Regions from separate parts of the Capra hircus genome. Here region 1 is linked to region 2. The links are chromatin contacts, called in public Hi-C maps. All regions are on one chromosome and are shown on one strand. The core of a region is the stretch at or near the end of the contact, and the rest is flanking DNA. Distances in the headings are between cores, read along the strand shown.

Region 1 (3,042 bases), core at 398-2,897, 68 kb before region 2:
AACTTTAATAATCTGGCTAATTTAAAATCCCCATTATGCCTAGGAGCACTGGGGACCAGAATGAAGCTCTTGGGGAGAGTTTAAAAGCCTCTGAAGGCAACCCAGAGCTCAGCCTGGCTTGTGGCCCAAATCCCAAATGCCCAAGGAAACTACTTAGATCGATTTCAATCACATCCTAGGAAGCTTCTTTAGTAGGAAAAGCTGGGAGGGGAGAGGGAAGGGAGGGCTGTGAACAATGAGGCAGGCATGTGAAGGTTGTTCCACTTTGCATTTCATCCCCCTTAAAAGCCTTCTAAGCTTTGAAACCCACAGAATATGTGCGATCTGCTAATTCACTTTGTGACAAAAAGCAATCAGCCTAGTAGGGCAGAGACAACCCCAAACCCTCCTATCTTTTAAAGACAATGGGACAAGTGTCAGAATCTCTCTCCTTTCAGGCAATCCTAACGCAGGAGAAGGGGGGAAAATTGAGTTTTTCAAATGTCCAATGCCCCAAATTCCAATTCCACTAAAAAATGCCGGAAACAGACTCCTCTTCCCAAACTGAGACTAGAAGCAATTCGGACAGGCTCATTGTCATATGACTGATAAGTCACTGGTTGTGCAAACATTGGTTCCCCCTCCCCCTTTTTTTTTCTGGTCAACAAAAGAAGCAGGTAAGAAAAACAAGGCAGATGGAGGCAAATCTTAAGGATTCCCAAGGTAAAGAAACTAAAAATGGCCTGGTAGAGAAAAGGAGCTTGTGGGTGTTTCGCTGGTGAAACTCTTAAGTAAAAAAAGAAAGAAAAACCTGTATGTACAAACACCAAAAAGGCAAAACGAAAACAAAATCCCTAAAAAAAAAAAAAAGAAGAAGAAGAAAAAATAGCCTTGGCAGTACATGCGGGTTCATATGACCAGGTCCAGCTGTGGAGAGCCTGGAGCTGGAACAAGCACCAAACTTCTGCCAAGGGCTGGGGCCGAGATCAGGCCGCGGAGCTGGGTCTACGCTCGGGAAGACGGTTCAGCAGCCCCAGAAAACAGCAAGAACACGGGGAGCGCCCGGCGCCGCTGCGCCCCACTCAGATGACAACTCCGCTCCACGCTCTGAAAGGCCCCTTTAAAGTGCCTTCTGCGCCGGAGGCAAAAGTACGTTTTAACAATAATTATCTTAATTTTTTTAAAAAAATTTACCCAAACCATTAAAAAAAGAAGAAAAAGAACTGCACCTCCAAGCACACACCGTCCTGCGGGTGCATGCACGCACTCCATGCTCGGCGCACCGGGACACCTGGCTCACGAAAATCCTTATTTACCTGTTGCCAATATTCCTCCAGGGAGGGCAGCGCCGAGAAGTAACCAGTCTCGTGCACAATCTGGAGTTCCTGGAAGATGCTGCACATTGGGAGCACATCCATGTCGGGTTGGAAGAGACCGTCCCCGCTGCTGTAAAAACAGGGAGGCGTGCGGTCTGCAGTCGGGAGCGCGGCGGCCGTGCCTGCAGCGCCGGGGAAGTTCATGCAAACTCAAGTGCGCAGCGATTAGGCGCCGCGGGTTCGGGTCCTGGCCGGAGCCCGGAGACGCGCTCGCGAGCCCGCACAATATTTGCAAACACCGGACTGACTGCAAACGTAACCCCTGCAAAACTTCCCTATTCAAAGCTCCGCTGCCAGCCTCCCCTCCTCCCCGCCCAGCTCCCCCCGCCGCCGCCTCCCCACGTGACTCGCCCGCGCCCGCCCCGCGCGCCGCCCAATCACGCCGCTCCCGGCCCGGGGGCTGCGCGGCGATGATGTCAGCTCTGGCCAATCGCGGGCGGCGGCTCACCGCGGCCCCGCCTGGCGTGACCGAGCCTCTCCATCACCGCCTTCTCCATTGGCAGAATTCGAACTTCGGCCGGTTCTGATTGGGAGGCGGTTTCGCAGGCTATTTTTAGCAGGGTATATAAGGCGCGGGCCGTCTCGCGCCGGAGGAGTCGGAGCTGGGAGGTGCGCGGCCGAGAGGCTGCGTGCGCCGCAGCCGGTCGGGCCGAGGGGACCCGGTGTCCCTGCCCTTCTCGTCCCGGTCCCGGTCCCGGTCTTGGCCCCGGTCTTCCCGTCCTCGTCCCCGAAGCCCTGGTCCCTGTCCGTCGGGCTGATCGCCCGGGCCCGGCCCTGGTTTCCCCGTCGTCGTGTCCCCGTCCTTGTCCCCTCAGCCCTGGTCCACGTTCGTCGGGTCTGTCGCCCGGGCCCTGGTCCCCTGACCCTCCGCCGAGCTGAGGGGAGCGCGGCTGGATCTCCTCTGTCCCTCGCTCCGACCTCGGGCTGGCCGGCCGTTCTCTATCCCCCTCCGTCCTTCCATCCTCTCGGTGCCCCCTCCGTCCTTCCACCCTCTCGGTGCCCCCTCCTGCCCCAGCTGTAGATTCCCGTCTCCATCCCCGTCCGTCACCCTCTTTCCCCCCTCCTTTTCGCTCCATTATCCCTCTGTACCTGCCCCGTTTCCATCTGCACCCACCACCCGCGCTGTGTCCCCCTCCCTCCCCGTTCCATCCCCCTCTGTCCCCAGGTGGCACCTGTGACCCCGGAGTGGGGGGCTGACCAGCCCTACAGGTGTGCTGAGGGACAGGAGGGCCCTAGTCGCCGGGCTGTGTTGTATATGAATCTGAGTTTCCCCCTTAAGCCTCCCTCACAAGGACAGGGCACTTACCTGGGGGACCACGGTGGTGCCACATCCTCACCCCGCTGCCTGCCTAACCTACAGGAGCAGAGTGGCCTGGAAGACCCAAGTTGGATCTCCTGGCTTTTGAGGGGGTTATGTACACTCTTGATTCTCCCGAACACATTTTTATTTTTAAAAAGGGGGCATCTTGTTGGGGCAGGTGGGGTTATAAATAGAGGGAGCCTATAACGATCTTAGTAGGGTCCCCCATCCACACCAGCTGTGTATGTTTTAGAAACCCAGGGTCTGATCCCAAACCTACAGAGTCCCGGCCATTGTGTTTTAATCAAGCTCTCCAGGTGAATCTGTTGCCACTGAAGTCTGGGAAATGGGGGTTCTAGACACTGTCCCTGTGCTTGTTGTCTACAG
Region 2 (3,012 bases), core at 43-2,542:
GTGGAGTTGCTTTACAGTATTGTGTTAGTTCCTGCTGTACAAGAAAGGGAATCAACTCTAAGTATACCTGTACCCCTCCCTCTGGAGCCTCCCTCCCACTCCCAGCCCAGCCCACCCCTCCAGGTCATCACAGAGCCGCGAGCTGGGCTCCCTGAAACAGCCGCTTCCCACTAGCTGTCTGTTTTACACGTGGCAGGGTACCTACGTCTAAATGTAAGTCCAGATATTATAAAAGCTTAAGAGGAAAACAGAGGAAGAAAGGTCTTTGACATGAATCGCAGCAAGATCTTTTTTGACCCTCCTCGTAGAATAATGAAACTAAAAACAAAAATAAACGAATGGGACCTAATTAAGCCATCTCAATTTTAGCAGGAAGGGTCCTGAGATAGGGGTATAATCTAGTCATTTGCAAAGTTGAGTTGGTTTGCTCCCTTGTGTGGAAATGTGTCATCCATAATGACAGAGAAGTATTAGTCGATTCAGTCCTGTCCAACTCTCTATGACCCCATGGACTGTAGCCCCCCAGATTTCTCTGTCCTTGGGATTCTCCAGACAAGAACACTGGAGTGGGTTGCCATTCCCTTCTCCAGGGGATCTTCCCAACCCAGGAAGCAAACACAGGTCTCCAGCATTGCAGGCAGATTCTTTACCATCTGAGCCCCCTGGAAAGCCCCTAATAATGACAGAAGCTGATGTCGAACTTGAGACTCACTGCACCCTGGGTGGAGAGCTGGGGGTGGCCAGACTCCGAGCTAGCCCAACTCAGCTCCGACATCCAAGCTGCAGGATTTGAAGCCTGTGATTTCAACTCCTCTGAGCCTCTGTTTCCTCATCTATAAAATCAGGAAAATAATACCCAGTGTGCAGCATTGTTGGGAGGTTGGAGATACAAACAAGCAAGATGGTGACTAGGCTAAGAGGTGGTCATTGTGATTTACTGACATTTCCTCTTTTTTTTTTTTGATAATTTAGAATTTGGGGTCAAAAAGAGCCCTATTCCCCTGTAGTGCTGCAAGGAGATGTGTCTGTGGACATTCTGCCCTGATCAAGCTTCTTCAGCTTTCACTGGGCTGGCTCCTGCCCTCTTGCAGCAGGCAGCTTTAACTCTTCAGTCCAGGGGAAGTTGGCGTTCAGACCTCCCAAAGATGCCCCCACAGGCAGCAGCCTTGTTATGTGGAAAGCCCCTGAGAAGAGGTCCTTTCTTCCTCGCCACCCTTGAAGTGTGGTTTCACCAGTGTTTCTCAGCCTCTCGTGTACAAACAAGTTCCCAGGACCTTGCTGAGACGTGGATTTGGGTTCACAAGTCTGCGTGGGGACTGCGTTTCTGTGTGGCTGACAAATTCTTGGGTAATGCCAAAGGCGCTGGTCCAGGGACCACATTTTAATGAGAAAGAACTACAGTCCCCAAATCAGAGTTTTCCTCAGATTTATTAAGACCCCAATTAGGGGCCAGTTCTTGTAAGAGTGGGTGCCCAAACTACCTTGATGTATTTGGGGTTCCTGTTCTAATACAAGATCCAGACCATCCAGTTTCGCTGAACTTGGCCTCCTTGTGGGTTTGATCCTTGGATCAGGAAAATCCCCTGGAGGAACGCATGGTGATCCACTCCAATATTGTTGTTTGGAAAATCCCATGGACAGAGGAGCCTGGCAGGCTACAGTCTGTAGAGTCACAAAGAGTCTGACATGACTGCAGTGACGTAGCACACACATAGCACATGACTTCTTTGTGAGATGGAGAGACTGGGCTGGCTGAAATCTCTTGGGTCCGTCTCAGAGACCAAATGTGGTACTCCTCTTCCTTTTGGATACAGGACAAATCCGGAAAGATGCAGAAGAGCATCTATTCAAATCAGCTGATTTGACTCTCCTATGATTGAGGGCAGGAGGAGAAGGGGGAGACAGAGGATGAGATGGTAGGATGGCATCACTGACTCAATGGACATGAGTTTGAGCAAACTCTGGGAGATAGTGAAGGACAGGGAAGCCTGGTGTGCTGCAGTCCATGGGTTCAAAAAGAGTCAGACACGCCTTAATGAATGAACAGCAATGAGTCCAAGGATCAAAGTGATTCAGTTGTATTAGGAAAAATGTGTAATAGAATTTGAACTGATCATCAGAAATAGTTTAATATGCCAACTAGAAGTTCAATGACTCATCTACAAACAACTAGAGATTCTGGCTGTATATCATAATTATCAGAAAATACAATATACTGAATGTTTTGGAATTCTCTAAGAAAGTATGTTTTCATTTCCTTTTGTTATGTAGACAGCATAACAAATCCAGTTAGGTTTTCTCAGATGAAACTGTGCTTGGTTTTCTGTTCTCTTATACTTCTGAAACTTGTTGGTGTTTTAATGGTTATATCTTAATAGCAGTGTTTCTTTCATGGAAACCTTTGAATGGCAACTTGCTCTTTTCTGAGATATTTTAAAAGGAAATTGTATTTGAACGGTCTAAAAGAGAATCCAGGGCTTTCTAGGGGATTTTGTCACTTGGGTTTTCTTTACTTATGATCTCATTGTCGAGGATTGTATAAGCTTCCAAGAATCAAAGGGATAGCAGTTTCTAATAAGTCCATGCAAACATAAGATTATTTTCATTTTTATTTGTATTAAATACATTCACTCCACTGGCACCAACCTCATAGTGAATCACAATGAGTCTACTTGCCCTCCTCAAAAATAGCAATAGAATTATAACAAAATCAGTTTCCTTTGGAAAATGAGGTAGCCAGTTTTCCAATAGTGCTTGCTTACCATGGAAAATTCCTTGATTGTCAATGATAAACTAGTATGTAAAAAATGTGGGTGACAATGGTGTCATCCTCGCATGGTGAGGGGCACGTGAGGTCACAACAGTTATGGTCTTAAGAGTAGCACATGGCGCATACCAATGTTCAGTAAGTATTACATAGTTCTATTACTCTTGACTCTCATCTCATTGTATCTAACAAACAACACTGAAGTAGCATAAGCTCTCCCCAGCTTCTTCTGCACATGTTGTTAT

The links. Hi-C and Micro-C count contacts between places; a contact is called where the count stands out from the background.
Region 1: a Hi-C map of blood shows a contact between it and region 2, with 2.4 times the contacts expected there. The contact joins the promoter of KLF6 here to the enhancer-like site in region 2. A contact is called at or near these places in 2 of 5 Hi-C or Micro-C datasets (both in blood).

Annotation. Positions count from the first base shown.
Region 1 is chr13:44,007,268-44,010,309 of ARS1.2, reverse strand. It overlaps KLF6 (Krueppel-like factor 6), which reads right to left and starts at 1,647. Exons shown (of 5, transcript XM_018057331.1): 1 at 1,296-1,647.
Region 2 is chr13:43,939,366-43,942,377 of ARS1.2, reverse strand. No RefSeq gene overlaps it. Among named protein-coding and RNA genes, the nearest start is that of KLF6, 68 kb to the left of the region's middle. Within about 2 kb of position 1,292, at least 1 of the 5 cell types and tissues checked has an H3K27ac peak or open chromatin away from gene starts, as enhancers often do.